Linked DNA regions of Mus musculus: region 1 is linked to region 2. A link is a contact called in public promoter capture Hi-C data. All regions are on one chromosome and are shown on one strand. Each heading gives the region's core, a stretch centred on a gene start, on an enhancer-like site or on the middle of the called end of the contact. The rest is flanking DNA. Distances are from core to core; before and after follow the strand shown. Region 1 holds the start of Zfp663 (zinc finger protein 663). Region 2 holds the start of Ywhab (tyrosine 3-monooxygenase/tryptophan 5-monooxygenase activation protein, beta polypeptide).

What was found. Promoter capture Hi-C pulls out the DNA fragments that hold promoters and counts their contacts.
Region 1: a contact with region 2 is called in a promoter capture Hi-C map of liver, with 2.5 times the contacts expected there. The contact joins the promoter of Zfp663 here to the promoter of Ywhab in region 2. A contact is called at or near these places in 2 of 39 promoter capture datasets (both in liver).

Annotation. Positions count from the first base shown.
Region 1 is chr2:165,367,323-165,370,345 of GRCm38.p6, forward strand. Zfp663 (zinc finger protein 663) reads right to left here and starts at 1,414. Exons shown (of 6, transcript NM_001379474.1): 1 at 1,313-1,414. It overlaps Gm29831 (a long non-coding RNA gene), which reads left to right. Exons shown (of 3, transcript XR_001783548.2): 2 at 285-517; 3 at 1,037-1,329.
Region 2 is chr2:163,993,391-163,996,526 of GRCm38.p6, forward strand. It overlaps Ywhab (tyrosine 3-monooxygenase/tryptophan 5-monooxygenase activation protein, beta polypeptide), which reads left to right and starts at 1,807. Exons shown (of 6, transcript NM_018753.6): 1 at 1,807-1,975.

The sequences.
Region 1 (3,023 bases), core at 164-2,663, 1.4 Mb after region 2:
GGTGATGGTTCAGGAAGAAGGCTCTGCAAGGGCTTCACAAACTGAATGTGGACTCTGCCTGTTTCTTGGGCCTCTGTCCTGCAGCTGTGGTACACTGCAACCTAGACGGGAGGGGAGGAGGGAGGGAGGCGGAAGGGGAGGAAGGAGGGGAGGAGGGAGGGAGGCGGAAGGGGAGGAAGGAGGGGAGGAGGGAGGGGAGGAGGGAGGGGAGGGGGGAGTGAGAGGAGGAAGGGCCTCCCCTGGGGAGATTCCTGCTTCTGGTGTGTCCTTTTTTTCCCTCACAGGATCTGTGATCAGAGAACTCTGAATCTGACTTCAAGGTACCCCGCCCCCTCTCAAGTGAATGTCCAGACCAATGGTGACACCACCCAAAATGAATTTGGAGGCCTCTTTGCAGACTTCAGGAGTTCTGTACCCAGCTGTCTGCTGGGCCTGGGCGCTTTGGTGATTCCGGTACAGGCTGAAAACTTCTGGAAGCCTAACTTAGTTGTCTGTAAACTGCAGTGGGCACAGACAGGTGGGCCAGGCAGAAGGGTGTAGAGGCTTTGATTGAGCCTCAGCCCTCCACCCTCCAGGCAGGTCCTGTGGCCCTTGGGGAGGAGCCATGTGAACCATAACGCATAAGAGGGAGGGGGAGGGAGGGAGGGAGGGAGGGAGGGAAACTAAATTGAACCTATCTTCCGATTTGGGGTTTGCATCCCAACTCTCTTCTGCAGACCACGCCCTTCGCCCCGCCCCCTCAGTCTTTCTTCTCTTTCGGAACTCTTTAACAGCGGCTTTTAGAGCCAAATGGTGCACAGGGCTTAATGAACAGGGCATGAAGGAAGACAGACCCCTTTCAGGTTCTGAGCAAATGCCACTATCCCATCGAAAGCCTATCTCAGGCATTGCCCAGAACAACCCGGAGGCAGGTTCAGGGAAGAACCCCTACCCGTGTACAGACAGTGGAGCAGAGTCTTAAGGTCCTTTTCTTGCCCGTGGGGACTCAGTAGTAGTGCTCGAATTTGAACTAAGACTCTGAAAACAGCCTTTTCAGCTACAGGTCCCTTGCTGCTCTTGGCCTACCTGACCAGGACAGGTGTCATCGGACTTTATCCTCATCCTATGATAGAGTGGAAGTCACTTGCCTGGAGCCCTCGCAAGCAGCTCTGACATCAGAATGCCTTCCCTAACTCACTTTGTCCCGACCACCAAACCCTGTCTCTTCTCCTTGGAGAAGCCCACCGCCGCCTGCGCGAAGCACACTCGAGGCAGGTGTTGACACGTAAGCCTCCCCGAGCCTGGCAATGCAACCCTCCAAATGGGCTCTCACCCTTAGGCGCGCCTGTCCTGGGGACCGGGTCTCTGAGCAGCGCGTAGACCCCGAGGATCTGAGGGTTTCCTCTGCGCTCAGCGGGACGCGGGAGTGAACAATGAAGATGAACTGCACATGCGCAGCAGAGATGCTAGGGACCCGTTCCCGCGACCCTCTTGGCCTCCATCACATTCCAGACTCCGTTCCCACGGCGCCCGCCCATCGGGCATTTTTTAATTAATAATTTAGAGTATTTCCAGTTTGATTTGAAAGTTGCCTTGCTTCTGTGACAGGCTTAAACCCAAATGTTCCTAAGAATGCCAAGTACCATGGATAAAGGTGAAAGGTCCATGTAAGATGCTAAGTGGGAGGAAAGAAAACAAAACAAAAAAAGAAGAAATCATTTAAAAAAAATCATCTTAGGAAACTAGGGGCCTGGGGAGTGGGGGTCGGGTGGGAGAGGAGCAGGGCATATACTACTGCATATTCCTCATATGGATGGGACCTGACATTCTAACCGTGTGTCACCAGGCACTTTATAGGAAACAGAAAAGAACTATCTCATTTAATCCATGGGCAGGGATCAACACTAGCGGCTCCCAAGGACTTGACTGGAAGTCTTGCTTTAGAAAAATGTCAAACCTTATCTAAAAAAAAAACAAACAAACAAACAAAAAAAAACAATAAGATTGGAAAATATATTTTGTAAGTATATGCATATGAAAGAAATGGTTTAGTGGCTCCATTTAATTATCTCTTACACATTTGTAAGAAGATCACAGTCCCATAAAAATGATCTATGGATACAAAGGACTAGTAATAAAAGGGAGATGCAAATGAGGAATAAATATGCAGGCGCTGGTCATAAACTTCAGATAAAAACTGCAAGTCTTTAAATACTTTTTTGCCTTCACAGTAGGTGAAGATTGTAAGGAAATATGATGTGCAGAGTGGCTGAAGTTTGGAGAAACGCCCGTTCTCATAAATATCTTCTTGGGATGTAATTCGCAGAACAATTGGAGGCCACTCTGAAGGAGTGTGTGCTTTGTTAACATGGTCATTCTCTCTCCAGGGCTGTGAGCGAAGGAGTTAAATCCAAAGATGGGTGGGCTCTTCTTGGTTTTTGCTGGTTGGAATATGCAGTGGTGGTGGTGTGTGTGGGTGTGTGTGGGGGGGATTGAGTTACAAAAACTATGAAAATCCACAAAGTGGGATATAGGTCAATTGTTAAAACCTACAATGTAGATTACAACATGTTAGTAATACACGGAAGTAGGTAGAACTTACAATGTAGTTTTAAGATTTATTTTTAGGGCTGGAGAGATAGATGGCTCAGTGGTTAAGAGCACCAACTGCTCTTCCAGAGGTCCTGAGTTCAATTCCCAGCCACCACATGGTGGCTCACAACCATCTGTAATGGGATCCGATGCCCTCTACTGGTGTGTCTGAAGACAGCAACACTGTACTCACATTAAATAAATAAATAAATAAATAAATAAATAAATAAATAAATAAATCTTAAAAAAAAAAAAAAAGCTAGCTGACCAGTGGTGTTCTACCATGGTGTCTGCCCTGACTCCCTCTGTGATTGATGGGACTCATAAGATAAATACAACTTTCATTATTTTTAATTGTGTGAGGATTCAAGGTTCTCTAGAGGAACAGAACTGATAGAATCACACACACACACACACACACACACACACACACACACACACACACGATTTAT
Region 2 (3,136 bases), core at 557-3,056:
TATTTATTTATTATATGTAAGTACACTGTAGCTGTCTTCAGACACACCAGAAGAGGGCATCAGATTTCATTATGGATGGTTATGAGCCACCATGTGGTTGCTGGTATTTGAACTCTGGACCTTCGGAAAAGCAGTCAGCCCTCTTAACCACTGAGCCATCTCGCCAGCCCTACACAATGCACTCTTAATCTCATTCAAGTTAAAAGTTGTTGTACTTGGTTCAGGACTGATGTGGTCTGCATCTAAAGAACAAATGTCTGTACAAAAGACTTGAAAATGACCTTTATACCCTAGAAAGTCTGTGTATACACACCCAATCTGAAGTAGACAGCCACTCCATAGTCCCAGCTACCATATAGAAATGTAGACAGCAGTTTTCTGTCCATAGAAATCTGATTTGTATGGTTCTGAGTTCTATAAGAAAGCAGGCTGAGCAAGGCAGCATCTCTCCTCCATGGCCTCTGCATCCGTTCCTACCTCCAGGTTCCTGCCCTGTTTGAGTTCTTGTCCTGACTTCTTTGGTAATGAATAATTTGGCCGTGTAAGTCAAATAAACCCTTTCCTCCCCAGCATCACAGCAATAGAAACCCTAGCTAAGACAGCAGCTAACTCAAAGTGTTTATTCATTCTGGAACAGTACATTGGGAGGATGGGGAGTTATATAAATGAACTGGGGTGCTGATAATGGGTAAGGACAGAGCTCTGATTGTCTCGCCCAGGGAACTATTAAGTCGGAGCCATCAGCGATGGGTTTCAAAGCAGCGGACACAGAATGACATTGAAAAGATCATTTGGTACTTGATGGGGGCAGGGCTGGAGAGTCAAGCGGTGAATTTGAAGTCTGTCATTAAGCTAAGTGAGGGTAAAAGGAGAAATGACAAAGGCCTATTACTTTGTTCTTTCTCTAAAAACTGTAAGCTTCAAGACGCAAGTCTTGCTGTACTCCCCAGCACTCTGAAAATTGCCACACGGAATTTGTGGGAAATGAACGAAGGCGTGGTGGTGGAGGTATTTTGAAGGGCTAGACTTAAGGGTCAACAGGCTTGAGTGAAGTAGTAATAAAATTTAGGTAACACTGAAAGCCGTTTGGGGATCCCAGGGTTCTGTCTCTGACGATTTCCCTTTGAAGGATACTTGGGGACCAGGGAATCTCAACGAAGAACTGATGTACACTGGTTTTTTTGTTTTGTTTTTCTGTTTTTATTAAGACCTTGGAAATGTTCTGTTCCTGGTACTTCATGAAGCGTCCTTGGTCTAGGAAAAGAACAGTAAGTACCTTTTAGGACTGAAAGGTGAACTAACTGAAAATGGAGGGCTGTCTGTTCTCCTTTAGTTACAAGCATTCCCTTAACGCACAGCTAAAAGCACTGCTAGGCTCTCCGACCCCGTGAGAATTATTTTCAGGGTTGGGTAGGAACAGACGATCCTAGGCTCAACCAAGACCGCTCCAAGCTTCCGAACCCTGCCCTCCCGGAGCCCGCCCTGTTCTCACACATCCCAGCCCTGGGGCGGCCACCTCGGCCCCGCCCTCTCTTCTTCCTCCTTTTCCTGCTCCCCCGCCCCACTTCCTTTCCCTGCGTCCGCCCCCTCCTCGCTCCCACCCAGGCTCTGCGTCCTCCCACGACCGCTCCCTCTTGGTCCTCCCTGACATCCCCTCCTCCTGGCTATCACCGCCCTTTTCAGGAGGACGGAGCAACCCCGTGCCTCATTCACCCAATGAGGAATCGACTCAGGGTGGGGCGGGACTTGGGCTAGAGCGGAAGTGGTGGCCAGAGCGGAAGTGCAGCTGCCGCCGCCGCCACCGCCGCCGCCGATTCCGGAGCCGGGTAGCCGCCGCCGCCACCGCCGCCACTGCCCCTACGGTCGCTGCCACCGCCGCTGCCGCCAGCCCCGCCTGAGGAGTGAGCCCGGGAAGGACGCAGTCGCTGCCCTCTGATCTTCCCGGAAGCGCCTTTGCTCCCTCCAGTCCTCCGCGGTGAGTGCGGCGTGGCTCCCAGGGGCCCCAGCCCAAAGCCCCTTGTCGGGCTGCGGCCAGGCTCACTGTCGCCGCCAGGCTTACTGCCGCCCCTCCCCGCTTCCGGCCAGGCCTGCGCCTCCGCGGGAAGCCCGGGCTTCTCTCTCGGCGCGCCGTACGGGGTGCGGCCAGGCCTGCGCGGCTGGGGACCGCTGGGCCGCAGGCTCCCCCCCTCCGGCACCATCTCTGCTCGGCGCCGCCCCTGCCTGCTCCCTTCGGGCCCCGAGCCATCCTTCTGGGCCTGTCAACCTCTCTCATTCTTTGTGGCTTTCAAAAATTGAAATGTTAGTCGAAGGCGGGCGAGTTCCCGAGCCGCGACGCCCCTGCCGCACTCCCCTGGATGAGTAAGGGTTTAACCTTGGCGACAGCTGGGGCGAATCCCTCTCCCACTTTGCAGTAAAGCTGTTTCATCATCGCTGGTGTGGGAAACCCAGCTGGACCCGAGATTCCCTGACAGCAGGGTTGAGGTTTGAATTAAGAAATGGATTTATCTGAACCTTTCACTGACTCAAACCGGATTCCCAATGGGGTGGGGGAAGATCAGGCTGAGAATTGAGTCTTTTCTCTTGATATTTGTCGTCTTTTACTGCCAGAATCTCGTGTGTCCATGCCCCAAATTCATCCATACACTTTTTTGTGGCATATATATATATATATGTGTGTGTGTGTGTGTGTGTGTATATGTTATATATTGTTTGAAATTTGTCTAGTAACCTCAGTGTTTGAGGAAGGAGTAGGCAAGATGTGGACCCTTTTTTGCAAGATGAGCGCATCTGGGTCTGTTGCAAATGGAGAACATGCGTGCATCGAGGATTCCAAAGGTGGCAGCGTTGGTGAGAATTTGCCAACCTCTGTAAAAATGCATGGCTCATGTCCTTGCCTTCAGTACATTTTCTCTGGTGAGACTAGATAGCACTGGACTCTTGATTTTACTTGCCTGGTGTGGGAGGTGGAATCTGGCAAGATGTTACAAATCTCTAAAATCCCGGGAGCCGGTGCAGAAAGGTGTAGCGCTTAAGAGAATATGAAAATTACATTTCTCACTGTATCTCAGGTGTTCCTGTGAAACCATACAGACACACAGTTTATGGGACTGAACACGTGCTTACTCAGCATCTCACA